2 separate regions of the Zea mays genome follow, and region 2 is linked to region 1. A link is a contact called in public Hi-C data. All regions are on one chromosome and are shown on one strand. Each heading gives the region's core, a stretch centred on a gene start, on an enhancer-like site or on the middle of the called end of the contact. The rest is flanking DNA. Distances are from core to core; before and after follow the strand shown.

The links. A called contact is a pair of places that touch in the nucleus more often than the background predicts.
Region 2: a contact with region 1 is called in a Hi-C map of leaf, with 3 times the contacts expected there. The contact joins the enhancer-like site here to the promoter of LOC103652776 in region 1. A contact is called at or near these places in 2 of 25 Hi-C or Micro-C datasets (ear and leaf).

The regions. Positions count from the first base shown.
Region 1 is chr4:6,414,953-6,422,213 of Zm-B73-REFERENCE-NAM-5.0, forward strand. LOC103652776 (cyclin-dependent kinase inhibitor 3) reads right to left here and starts at 4,430. Exons shown (of 1, transcript XM_023302327.2): 1 at 2,993-4,430. The coding sequence starts at 4,161. The coding sequence ends at 3,595.
Region 2 is chr4:6,683,639-6,690,899 of Zm-B73-REFERENCE-NAM-5.0, forward strand. LOC542538 (seryl-tRNA synthetase) reads right to left here. Exons shown (of 10, transcript NM_001305867.1): 3 at 6,742-6,835; 4 at 6,515-6,663; 5 at 6,347-6,439; 6 at 5,895-6,074; 7 at 5,044-5,210; 8 at 4,693-4,827; 9 at 4,503-4,596; 10 at 3,850-4,419. The coding sequence ends at 4,135. Among protein-coding and RNA genes, the nearest start is that of LOC542538, 12 kb to the right of the region's middle. Within about 2 kb of position 3,478, at least 20 of the 20 cell types and tissues checked have an H3K27ac peak or open chromatin away from gene starts, as enhancers often do. A contact at or near this core is called in ear and leaf, where this site is marked.

The sequences.
Region 1 (7,261 bases), core at 3,180-5,679:
TCACGGGCTCACCGCTCAACGACCACCGTATCTGTCGACAAGGCCTTACTTGGCAGCCCATGGGCTTAGGTCCTGTTTGCGTCGAAAGCGCCATCTTTGCATTACTACCGAGTCGAAGCCCCAGATGGTCCCTCCTATGAGGCCCAAACAACCCATCGATGGTCTCGGACTTTGAGAAAACAAAGGAGATTTATGATACGATCTTTTTCAGATGAGACACCCTGGCAGATTTTCGCCCCTTTTTAAAAATCAGTTCACTCAGTTTGAACCTTTTTTCTTCTTTCTTTCGGAGCCTTTAAGGAAAAAACCACGTGAGATTTACTAGTCCACATAGGAAGCAGCACACCGAAAGAAAACGCACAAACACTCAAACAGAACAGGTCGTTTTTAATCTGAGAAACGATAGCATGTGTCATATGCATATCTATAATGGGCCCACCCGCCGAGCAACATGTCTAGTTACGCCCTGTTTGGATTATTGTAATTGAATTCCATTCTAGTAATAATAATTTAAACATATATCAATTATGTTAATTCGGATTTATTTAAAATATATTTGTACACTATTATTAATAAGATGTCGAAAAATATTTATGTGCTATATTTTTACAATAGAGGAGTGAAACGGAGAGTCATGTAAGTTACAAAGTAGAAACAAATTCTACTAATGCATAAAATTATTTCCAATCCTACACCCTATGAATTTGAGATAAACTTATATCTGAACTTTGGAAAATGGTGGAATGTTAAATTCCAAACTAAATAAGTTACTTTATTGAGTGAATTTCAATTCCTGTAAAATGAAGAGATCCAAACGCCCCGTTGGAGGTAACTGAGGCCTAGACTTCTTACCGTCTAATTCAAGAGTGTCTCGAATGCTCCGAGGTAGTAGAGGGCGCCACGACCCTAGTCATTATAAATATGACATGGTGCTCTAGATTTCATTCCTCCATAGTTTCCGGAGATCAAGTTGCTGAGAGAGTTAGGCCACTGCGTTGGTTTAGAGCCAGGGTAGCCGGTCCCAGATCATTCGCTCCCTAGAGCAGTGTGGTTCCAGTGATTGGGTTATATGGCAGCCTTCTTCTATACTAAGATCCTTGAATGTGTCATGATAGCATACAAAGATATATAGACAGACATTCCCCCGAGTACTAACAGCTATTTTATCAAAAGATTCACCAAAATGGCTTTAGCTTCATCGATAAACCTGTTTACAGAGCTAAAGCTAAAAAAAATCTACTTTGCTGATAAAGCAGAGTTGCGCTAGCTAGACAGTAGAATGAGTGGATATTCCCTGCATCAGGTCTCTGGTTAGAACTCATGCGTTTCTCTCCACGACAAGGGACTTTGTACCCGTACTGCTACCATGCCCTCCCAGAATATACCACGACCTGATGCTCGCTCGCCTCTCTCCCGCCTGCCCTAGCTACCAAACAAACAAACAAGCAAGCAAGCAAGCAAGCAGGCAGCTGATGAGCTAGCTAGCCTCAGATCCGATCCAAAGCACCACCACCAACAACCAGCGCGCGCGCTAGACCAATCACTGGCCTCAAACCTGCACGTACAGGGTCGTCCTAGCTAGTGGTTAAACGTTAAAAAAAGAAGAAGAAGAGGACAGCTTTAAGCTAGCTCTTGTTCATGCATCCAACTCGAATAATGGGATACTGCTATTGACCAAGGGGGGATCAGAAGGGACCCCCGGTAGTGCACCGAATGATTAAGCACCCAGAAAAGTGCGATGGGAGGACATGCACCAAGATTCCATCTCCTTTGTATTTTCTTGCCTTTGGAGAGAGAGAGAGGGAGATAAATAGAGAGAGAGAGAGAGGGGTTGTTGTTTTTTTTCCTTCTTCTTTGGTTGCTGATGCAATTATGCCCCCAACAACTAGCTGATGTGTGCCTTTTGACTTGTTTACATGACTGGGAGTCATACCAAACACATGGATCAGCTAAGGTACTATATACATACCCCATCAATTGCTACTGCAGTGTAAATTAGAAGCAACATAGGTTAATTAGCACAACAAAGTTTTACTCTGATCCATTATTAACATCTGATACCAATATATGCCATGAACGAAGTGTAAAGAGGGGAGGGGAGGGGAGGGGGGGGGGGGGGGTGAAAGGAACAAAGAAGTACTGGTGCATGGAAACGGACAGGAGTTGAGTACTGAAGACATGGCGAGCGTACTTTTTAGGCTATATATATAAATGAACTTTTGAGCCTTTTTTCATGAGAGGAAGAAAGGAAAAACTAGAAACTAGCTAGCTAGCATCACCCACACACGAAAGCCTATCACTACTGCGAAATATATAACGAGCAATTTTGGAAACCAAGATGAAATTATTACCGGCTGCTTGTCTGTCTTCATGTGTGGAGTTGAGGCCAACAAATACATGCATGGATCGAAGGTAGAGTTAACTTTTTTTTTTGTGTGAAAAGTAAAGGCCAGCTAGGATAATAAATTTTAAAAAGGGCTAGTATTTGCGTCGGCCGGCCGGGATAAAATGACAGGCCTTATGCATACAATTGCGCATCATGCATGTCGTCGTCGTGCGTGCGGAGGATGAGGCGAAGTAATTAAGCGCATGCAATGCAATGCAACGGCGGCCGGCTAGCTTGAAGCCAAGCCAAATTCACATGTCAGTGGGATCCCATTCCTGAATCGATTGGGAGTACTGAAGGTCGCTACTGTGTTTCAGTTTGGATTTTTTCCAGTCAACTCTGGGAAAACAGCAGTAGTGTCAATTTCCACACTGCTATATACCTCGCTCACTAGCTGCAGGCTGCTAGCCGGCCGGAGAAGAACATTGTTAATTAATAGCCCTAGCTCAAGCTCAAGCTCATGACGCTGCTGTGAGCAATTGGTTAAGCAGCTTGTCATGAGGGAGATAGATTACATGTGACGACGACCAGCAGCTCCTCACAATTAACAACAAAATTTGCACACACGTACGTACCTTGCTCCAAAAAACAAGCAAACAGACGATCGAGGAGAACGAAAGATCACGCGTGGCAGAACTGGTCGATAAGCACAGCTCTAGCAGCATGGGGAGCTCATCAGAAAGCGTCCTCCAATGGATCATCCTATACACAGTTACTACACACACATGCATACTATGGAGTACTAAACTATGCATGTGGTTTAATTTGTCACGGACAGATCACAGAGTACGTGCATGCACCATCAGCTGCATATACGCTAATAATAAATCTAATTAAGGGGTAGTGATGGATGAGTGACAGTCTACAAAAAAATAACGTACGACATCAGGGGAGGATAATAATCAGCACTACTGATGAGTGATGACTCCAGTTTGAAGTTTGCCAGCTGAGGGTGGTCGGAGGAGAGCATTGCTAGCTGCTTGACCTTGAGGTTAACGAACGGACTGTGACGGGTTTACCACCTCCGACCCCCCGTCAGCGGCAGCGGCACCCACTCGAAGCGCCCCTCCAGCGGGCGGTCGAGGGCGACGTCGTAATTGTACCTGCAGAGCGAGGGTGTGCGGAGCTTAGCTTGGAGTCATCAGCTAGCCACCACGCCAACCCAACTGCGCGCGTGGGGCGGTGGAATAATCGAATTCACGTGGTGCTTACGCCTCTGCGAATCGCCGGCGCTCGGCCAGCTCCGCGTCCGCGAAGAAGGCCTCTATCTCGGTTTCCGTCGGCGGCGGTGGCGGCGACGGCGACGGCGACGGCGTCTGGCTGGCGACGCCGCCGACGACGCGGCAGCCGCACTCGTCGTTCTCGTGTTTATTCGCCTTATTCACTTTCGCCACGCCCGCGCCGTCGTCGCAGTCGCCGGCCATCGTCGCAGACGCCTCCTCCTCGTGCTGCTGGCCGAGCCCGTCGTCGGCGCAGAGCTGCTGCTGGCGGGCACCGACACCGAGCACCCGGCCACGGGGGCTCCGCGCGTCGGCCTCGCCCTCGCCCCTGTGGCGCCGGGGGCTGCCGCCGTACGCGCTCTCCTTGGCGCCGCACCACCGCCGGAGGCCTGCCCCGCGGTGGCGCCGCGGCCTGCTTCTCGTCCTCGGGCTGCACGCCGCCGACGCCTCCGACGGCGGCACGCGGCGCCCGCTGCACAGCGTGAGGCACGACGCCGCCGCGGCGGCGGCGGCGCGCGGCTTGCTGCTGCCGCGGATCCTCACGCACTTGCCCATCGATCACGCGCGGCCGGTTGCGCTGCTGGTGTGCCTCTGCCGCTCTGCGTGTGGTGCGGTGCCGTGGCAGCCGCGGACACTGGCTAGCTGCCGGCGGCTTAATTTGTACTGGCGGATGGCGCTTCCGCTACAGTGTGCCTCACATATCAAGGCTCGCCACGTCACGGTAGTGACGGCCCTAGACCTTTTTATTTCATATACGTACAATTCATTTATATGTAATTTTATAGTCCATTCGGTAAATAGATATAAAATAAGCTGCCAAATAGTCCGAACATGTTATAAATGGATATAAAGATTACAATAATATTACTTGGTCTACGCAACGGCATGAAAGTCTCAATTATATATGTTTTCTTCATCCATTTCAAAACAAAATCCCTCTCTCAATGTATGTAACAAGACAATCACCCCCAACGACTATCACCATCTTATTTCTCAATTTAATTTTCACTAAACTCATTACTGGAAATGCATTTTCAACACTTGTTCTTGCCACTGGCGAAAGTAGCACCAATTTGAGAAGCAAGTAAACCATATAAAAAACTTATATTTCTTTGTTTCAACAAGCTTAACTGAGAGGCACACAAAATTTGTTGACTTTGAATCTATCATCTTCTCTTATGCCATAAGTATAATTGTCAAGTTTTAACAAGTTAGTGCTTGAACTAGATCAACAATATGACTGACGTAGGCTTGGAGCAGGCGAGGCAGTTAGGGCAAGGTTGACTCGGTGTTGGCAAAGAAGGCCTGACATGGCATTGCCGGGGTACGACCTACCGAGGGAAGGCAAGGCAAGATGGGGTGGGCTACTCAACATGGTGTTGGTAGGGTACAACTGACCAGGGGAGGTCGAGCAGGCCTAACACAACATTGGTGGAGCGTGGTCGGTCGGTGGTGGGGCGCAATCGATCGGGGGAGGGCAAGGTGAGGCTGGCGTGGGTTGGGCATGACTTTTCGATGAGGTTGGTGCTAGTGAGGTGCGACCAGAGTTGAAGGAGACGGAGGCGTCGATAGAAGAGGAAGCGACAGAATCAAAGAAAGAAAAAGAGTGAACCAGTTTTTGTGTAACTAATGACATTAGCGGGTAATTTTGAGAATTCTACCAAATTGGAGCCGGTGAAACACCTCTTGAGGAGCTCCACCAAAATAGTGAATCTAGCCCCTATAGGGGTTTAGGGTTTAGCCCCTATTTGTGTAGACACTCGGCAAAGGCTCCGACACCGTTACCTGGCGTCGTGACGACGACTTTTCTTTGTCGAGTGTCTCGTGGCATACGGCAAAGCCTTTGCTGAGTGGCCGACAAAAAGTACTCGGCAAAGAAGCAGCTACCGATATACAGTTCGTTGAGACTTCTTTTCGCAAGTATTTTCTAGGCTGAAGCACTCGGCAAAGTAGCTATGTCTGGTAATGCTAGATTTAATAATTTGGTGAATCTACATTTGTGAATGTGAACTATTTGGCTAACTTTTCATAAAGTGGAGCTGTTTTTGTGAATCTGGAGCTGCTGGGGAGCCCCTAAACATTCTAATACTGGTATTGTATTATGTATAATGGGAGGGGCCCATGAGTGTTGGTGGAGTATCCTCCGCGCCCCATTAATTTAGTGAATCAGAATTACGGTGAGCTGAAAGTGTTTGGTTAGATGAATTAAATCCAAATACGTTTTTAATGAATCGTAAGCTCTACTAAACTCGCTATCCCACTCCCTATATATTTTAAACTCTACTATACAAACAGTATAATTTATAGTGCAAAATAATACTTTACTTTGTATGATCATTTACACAATGTATAGACGTATAATAGCAGAGGCTCCTGGTTTTGTCTGGCTCCATCCTGCGGGTCTATATATAAGTATATTTGATCCCAACTCCAGAGTCCAGAATCACAATGCATGGGGCCGTTTGGTCGGGTCGTCACTCATCACCACTCACTGGCTATATATATGACATCGTCCTAGTATCGTACAACTACTGTAAACATGGTGTCCCTGCCCGCGGTAACCGGATACCGAGGCACGCGAAAGCACACGCGAGGTCACGAGCACTGTCGTCATGTTCTTCACGGTTCACCAAGCAGATCCATCTCTGATGCATGCCTGCCATCGAATGATCGACGATACAGTGCTGCTTGCTAGCTAGCTGCAGCAGCGACGCTATAGTAGCTATCTAGCCATGGCCCCTACTAGCCCCCTTGTCTACGCCAGTGATCACGCTCTTGCATCAAAGTGTGGAGCTCTTACTTGGTAGTAGTAGTAGCAGGTTAAGGTGCACTGATGACTGTGACTGGCATGCATGAAATGAAGCAAAGCGGCGGCCGGCAAGTGAAAGTGAACTAATAAGTAATAACCAAAGCAGCAGCATGCGCTGATCAGGCATTCAGCTACTACCAGCAAAGTTGGCCGGCCGTTGTATTAACCTGAGGCGACGATCGAGGTAGATAGCTAGCTAGCTAGCCTTATGCATGCATATGGCCGCCATTATTATCATAAGCCTCTGCCGCATTGGAGAGAGCCAAATGAAGAAGGGCTTTGTCACAGCTGGGAAGAATCTAATGATCACCGGCAAATTAAAGCCAGCTGAGAGAGAGCCCAAAGTGCATTTTGCTATAGCTGCCTTGCTCAACAACGCTTAGACACCCAAGGCTGTCTCCTGCAACTTACCTCACCCATTTTCCATCATATCTCCTATTTCAAATTTCATTCATTTCAAATTCCATTCTATATATTGTGTAGTTTACAGTACAAAACAATGAACGATCTTCTGTAAACAGCCTAATAAGCACGTTCGGATGACGAATTCAGCCTTATTTTCGGCCAGTTTTTTTTGGCGGCCAGAAACCGCCGAAAATAAGCCACTTGCCGCCGAAAATGACTGTACCTGTTGTAGTGCACCAGAACCAATAGCAACTTAATTATTAAGGCCTGTAGACTGGCACAGTATATATCGAGTCAGAGTTATTAAGGCCCTGTAGACTGGCCTGTAGAAACTGGTTTTGGAGTTTACCATAAGACAAGATGATGCTAAGCAGAAAAGGGACACGAGCCCTAAGCGCCACAAAGAATCTAGTAGTAGGTTGATAGATTCTGACGAGTGAG
Region 2 (7,261 bases), core at 2,228-4,727, 270 kb after region 1:
ATTGAACAATGTTCGTACATCTAAGAATTTGGTAGATAAATTTACAAAAGATTTATCACATAATGTGGTATAAGGTGCATCGAGGAAGATGGGCTTGAGACCCACTTAATGTCATTCCATGGTGGTAGCATGTTCTATGTGATTAGAGATCTTGTGATGTAGGATGGTGAAACAAGCTAGAGGATGACTGATGGAGAGACTACTTAAATAAAATCTACGTAATTTGATGTGCACAATTATCTGGTGATGTATGGTAGGCTAACTAAAATCTTAATATGATATGAGTGACTTATCTAAGCAGGGATGTTATCCTACAGAACATTCTAGAAGGAACACACCTATATGAGTTTGACTGCAAGTCACAATCTATGATATGTGGGTAATCTCTAGATACTCATGAAAGGCTTTGAAGTGTGACTTATATGAGATAAGAACTTTGGTGAAACTCACTTCATGCAAAATTGTGAATTGAAGGCACAGTCTATTATTTAGATGTGAATGGGTGTAACCCATGTTTTAGATGGATGTTCAACTTAACAGTCTGCACCAAAACCCTAATATATCAAAGAACAGTGGATTTGAGTTTGTCCAATACGTGGTTTAGATTTTAGTAGGGATCGTTAGCATTTTATGGGCTTGGTCCATCTAAAGTATTTAATAATTCTAAAGGGTCGAATTAAACAAACTATGTATGATCCTTTAACACCATATGGATGGTTGATGGGATGGTTACATGGTTTATATAGATGGGCATATATGTCTAACTTTAATGGTTGAGAAAAAGGTAAAGGTGTGTCACATCCATGGGCGTGCCGCCTCCGTCGAGGTGAGGTGTGGCGTTGCAAGGTGAGGCATGGTGTGGCGCAACACGATTGTAGTCATGGTTGTGGTGTTGTGTAGCGTTGTTGTGGACAAATATACAAACTACCGTTGCACTTAGAGCGCATAAGTTTTTGATGGAACAGTAGGAGTTTCAGAATTTAATTTAAGAAGTTATATCTTGATGACAAAGTTATCTAACCTATAATCTCTCATGCCCTTTTAGCTCTCTCGTTCTCTGGCCACTCAATGACTGTTCAAGTCTATTGACTCACCTATATAAAACCCATCCTATATTTGCTCTCGGATCACTTCTCTATCGCTGCTCAACTATCAGATGAGTATTGATCCGCTCTAGCACTTGTGCACACAAGTTCTGGGAGAGCAGGCCTTTGAAACAACTATTGTCGAAGTGTTTATCTACTCAGGTGAAGGACAACAATCATGTTTTTGGGAAGTATCAACAACACAACTCCTTACTTCCTCCTCATCTTCCTGGTGTTTTTATGGTGATTGAGTTGACATAGCGACAACATTGCACAGCAACAACCAATATGACTATATCAACTAGCAATGTCTTTGTTAGGTATGTATCTTATGAGGGTAACTTTTCCAGATCAAGCTAAATGAGGATAATAGTTGAAGAGATCCATTTTTGCTTTTTTATTTTTGGTCAATATACCTCGTTTTTATCCCTATATAATATCTTGTTTTAGATAATACAATGAATAAATCATAGACAACTTTGTCACATCACAACAAATTAATCCATAATTGATTACATATGTATATTATTTCCATATCTCTAGATGAGATGTTTCAATTGATCATCACACTACTTTTTATACTCTATGTAGCGATGTTTTTGCTTTATATGTCCAATTTCAATTCGTTATTTATTTGTCTGTTTGTTTTGGTTCATTTTCGTTACTGTCAAACCCGGATTCAAGGATAAATCAAGATGTATATCACATGTGTGTCAGGATCAAGTTTCACACATATGATGATCTTTATTACATAAATAAAATATCTTTATATAAAATAACTAAATAAAATAAACTGATCGAAGACAACCTCTCTACATGTGTAGTTGACTAGGAGACGACGACCTAGAACTCATCGAATTCATCATAATAATCCTCCTCCGGCTATACATGTTCATGTTCCTGATCTAAACAACAATTATAGCTAAGGTGAGCTCACTTATAGCGTGATCTCGACAAGTGTGTAGGAATAAGTGTCATGTAGAAAAGGCTAAAACTAAGCATTAGCTTTTAATTAAGTTCGTCAAAATTTTATTAGCAATTACTAGGTATAAGTAATACCAACCCAATTAGAGAAAGGATCATAACAAAATTGTTACCCATAAACCAACCACATGCATGAAAAGTTAAAATTTAATTCCATATGTTAATCATGTGAGTGTCCAAGCCGCTCGTAACCATGATCGTGGTTGATATATCAGTTTTACACTCTGTAGAGATTGCACATCTTTACCCACAAGTCATATATCCCTTCTAGCCTGGGTTAGCTAGACCCTTAGACACTTCCAAGGTGAATGACTAGGTATCTACTATGAGGCCTTTACAAAGTTCCATTAGTATGAGAAAAACCGCTACGATTTCAGGTAGAGGTGGTACAGGAATCAATCGTCCAAAATGCTATCACAAACAGATCATCTTGAGAACCTCCCTATACTTGAGCAACTCCTCCCCGCTTGCCCCTTTCGGATAAGATTCTCACACACTAGCTTCCCTAATTAATTAGCCAAGACCAGAGTCATAATAGTCTTGTGGTAGCAATGTTTTCCTAGGTGGTTCTTTATGTTTCAATTAAACAAAATGATCTTATCATGCATAACAATTAAGTCAATAATAAATCATGATCAATGTTCCACATGTAACATTATTCCATAATCAAGTATAGCAATAGCAAATCTACCAATAATAAGTGAACCAGGTATAAACAAGGTATAGGGAAAACAATTCTAAGTAACCTATTAGGTTCCCATCAAGTTAACCTAACTATACATGCATGGGTGAGAACATAACAGTAAATACTATTATGTCAAAACAATGTGATCTAGGATACACTTGCCTTCTACTATGAGCTCCTGCTCAGATCCCTCAAACTGTTAGGCTTCAGGTTACTCGCTCACTTTCTCGTCTATTCGTAACAATATAATTAAACAAAATATAAATAAAAATCACATTATACCAAATAGATAATCAAATTGCATATTATGATTCTACGCGTCGAGACGAATTCGTAGGTTTGAGAACATAAAATCGGAGTTAAAACGCAAAAGATATGGATAAAATAAGTTCTGATGTTGATTTTATATTAAAAACATAGGTTCATGGGCCTATTTGTGAAGTCTAGGGGTTGCTACGTAATTATAAGTGTAAACTTGAGGGGCTTGGGGTAAAAATACTCTAGTAGGATGGCAGATTCTATATTCTAAAATCTAAGGGTCTAAGTTGTAAATAAAAAGGGCCTAAATTAAATCCCCTATAACGGCGCCAGTACTACAGGTTCATATCACACTAACACAGGGGCTTTTAGCAAAGTTGACTCGGTGGCTTTACGTTACCTAATCTAGGTCGTCCAGTCAAGGATGTAGGGTCCAGATTAAAAGAGCGAAGGGGTACGCTCAGGATCTAATCCTGACCGTTAGTTTGCCGATCTACGGCACGTGTGCGTCTTCTACCCCTCTGACCCGAGTTGCATCAGCGTTCTTTGTTGGCCTACTGCGACGACGCCCACCGGCGCATGGCATTCACACCATCTCGCACACAAATCGAACACCGAATAGTCCTATTCATAGAGAGGAACATGGCAAAGCAAGCGAGAAGGTTCTCACCAGAACAGAAGCAGCGACAGGGGCTCAACGACGACGCAAGGCGATTCAGGCGGCGCTCGGTAACTCTAACGAGAAATCACTCTCTCCTACGGACGAATTCCCCTCCAAACTGTATCACACTGAACCAAACAGTCCCAAAATCTAGGGAGGAAACAAACATGGCATTAGAATGTAAGGAGCATTAGATTACTTTTAAATGTCACTCGATTCTTGGGAACCATAGAGGGCCTAATGCATGCACATAAGCTTTGTAGTGCTATGCAGATCAGAGTAACCGACCAGTATAATGCTATGCAGATTAGATCAGAGTAGTCGACTGCTTATGAAACAGAAGCCCCAATCACGAAACTCAGTAGTGTATATTTGTAGTGAGAAATGACCTTCCTTTAACTTGTACTTCAGCCAGACAGTTCTAAGTCCACACAAGCACAACAGCGGGTGACCGTAGAGGGTCACTTGAATTTTGGGGAGAGCAACTCTAGTCCACCCATATAGGGTCTTAGTGGCTCTGGAACCACAATCGACCCATCGCCCTGCTGAAAATTCTCTAGAATGCAAACTATCAGACGAGGCACCGCCACTGCTGTAGCGTTGAGCGTGTGGACGAACTGCGTAGGGCCTGAGGCAGCTCCCTTCCCTTTCTTGGTGCTCGTTGATGGAGGCTCCGAGGGTGATGGGCGGTAACGGATGCCTAGTCGCCTACTTTGGTAGTCGGTACAATTTGATGCACTGGAGATCTGCAAAGTTTGGTCAGGAATCATCAGCATGATTCAAGGAAATGTTGACAAGATGTATACAGGCCTGGATATTTGCCCCTTACCTCACCATAACGCTCTAGGCCGGGCATCCACGCCTCGATATCAAATTTCCGGTAGGCTGGTGCACCCAGATCCCCAGTTGCCATGTCCAGAGTTCTACAAAAGGGGAATGTTGGCATCAGTACATCTGTGGCATGGGATTTCCTCTCAAAAATGGACATGGCAAAGGAATTAAAAAGGAATAGGAATCACTTGAAATGAAGTCCAAGTGATGCATAAAGATCCTCTTCAATTGTAATAAGTTCTTCATGCCATTTTCCACTCTCCTCTGGCCGACAGAATATGAACATCTCAACCTTGCTAAATTGATGTACCCGATAGAGGCCCCTGTTCATGACAAGACGATAAACTTAGCAACTTTAAAACGTACTGTAAAAAAATTAATCTCAATGCAGAGCATGTGAAAGTTTGCTTTTATCACACTTTTTAACCATTCAAAATAAAAGAAACCAAATATACATCTTCATACAATGATAAATCTTCATAATCATAAATCAATAAGCAAAAAGTTCATAACCTCAGGCAAAAGGAGAACAGACCAACCTAGTGGCAGCACCTGCTGCACCTGCTTCTGTGCGAAAACAGTGTGAATATGCTACATATTTTAAAGGCAAAGCGGATTCGGCAAGTATTGAGTCCATGTGGATGCCTCCAACAGGAATTTCCGCTGTGCCTATGAGACACTGATCACTGTCCTCAATTGAGTATACCTACAGAGCAAAGTGCAAGCAATCGCTTTAGCACATGTCAAACGACGACTAAAAATGCACATCTGGAACTAAGAAGGGACTGAAATGGTTAAGCTGAACAGCATATGACACCACAACAACATATCACATGTAATCAAATACTTAACAGTCGGGCAAGGTTGAAATTTTCGGTCGCATATGGTAAAATTTTCTAAAAATTGACTAGGGTCATCCTTTTGGATTATATGAACTGATTTATCAAATGGTAATTTTATTTCATAATAATATAGCTTCACTGTCATTTATAATACACAAATTATAATAGAAATAGTGGCTAGTATTATGTTTTAACAAAACCATTGATGCCCACAATTGTTTCCAAGTCGGACGACTTGCTTGTCGTTCTGGTTGACCGACTTGGACGATTAATCATGATTAGTCAGACGACTTGGATGATTAATCGCAATTGGTCCCAACCGACTTGGAAGATTAATCGTGATTAATCGGACGACTTGAAAACAGCATAGAAACAATGTCGTGATGACAGGGATTAATCCAGAATACCAAACAGCTGCTAATGGAAACATAATGTAAGAACAAAAACAAGTCATTAGACAAAATAATGTGCTAAAATGGCTATTTTAATGTAATTTATGAAACAAATAACTAAACCTTAAATCCCATCCTAAACAGGGGAGTTCCTACCTGAGTGTTTTTGGCCCTTGGCTGAAAGCCACATTTCTCAACAACAGATGATCTTACGATCTCTGGAGTTATGAGTGGTGTGAAACCCTTCTTGGAGACCTCTGAAATAGCCCAGTTTACTAGGGCCATCTCCAACAAAACAGCTTCATTCTTTAAGTAGTAGAACTTCGAACCACTGACCTGTGCAACAGAGTACAGACCTTTAGTACAATGAAAAGACCAAATAATAAATCAGAAGCTTAAAAAAAAACTTGATCCAAGAGGGAAATCTCCCTGGCATTGCATTTAGATCTAAGCTAGTTTTCAGAGAATTTAGATATATTACTTGACATCATGCAGTTTGAACTTTTAGGTGTATCTGAAAGTATCTTATTGAACAACTTGCTGCAGTGTGTTATTGTACTTAAATGTATATAGTGACATAGTGTTAACAAAAGTTGTCGCAATTATACCTCGGCTGCTGCATCAAAGTCAAACAAATCAAGTTCCTTCCCCAGCTGAAGATGATCTTTGATTGCAAAATTGAAGCTCCTCTGACTGCCTACCTACACAGTTCAATCAAAATAAATTAACGACTGTACAAAGTAGAAAGGCAGCAGGAAGTATAAAACAATACTTACCTCTTTCCTGAGGACAGAGCTTTCCTCACCCCCAACAGGAACATCTGGATGGGTAGTGTTAGGAATACTTTGAGCTTCAAGTTGAAGCTTATCTGTCAGCTGAACAAGATCCTCCTCGAGTGCTATAAGTCCCTCTTTCAGGTTCTTACCTGTAGTAATTCAAAATGAGTAAAAGTAATCTAATGGTGAATCCTTATCTTCATGCTTTAATAAAGTGCTCATTCTACCTTCTTCAACAAGGGCTTGGCGAACAGATGGGTCTAGTTTCCCTTTCATCTTGTTGGCAACCGCATTTCTTTCAGCTCGGAGCCTTTCAACCTCCTGCCATCTGTCATAATTAGGAATTGTTGCCATCGTTCTGTTACCGTCGTATTACATTCTGGAACTGAACTAACCAATTGTGTTCATCAAGTGCATATATAGACAGCTACTGCATCTAACTATTGCACAAGTCTTAAGCAGATGATAAAAATTTTAGAATGGATTAATGGAACACATGAAGAATCAAGAACCTAAGGATCAGAAAAATTTTGTAACTTAGCTTTGTTATCATGAATGATAAATTGCTAAGAGCGCAATCTGAAAACAGTTAAGGGCCAACCAAAACCAACTAAAGGTTGAAACTATATTCTGGTGGAAGGGTTCAAGGAGGAGCTACACATTTGGTCCATGACAGGTGCAAAAAGTATGCAAACTCTTTTTGATCCTGGTTGAGTGAGGGGAACTCAGGGTGCCAATGTGCTCAGA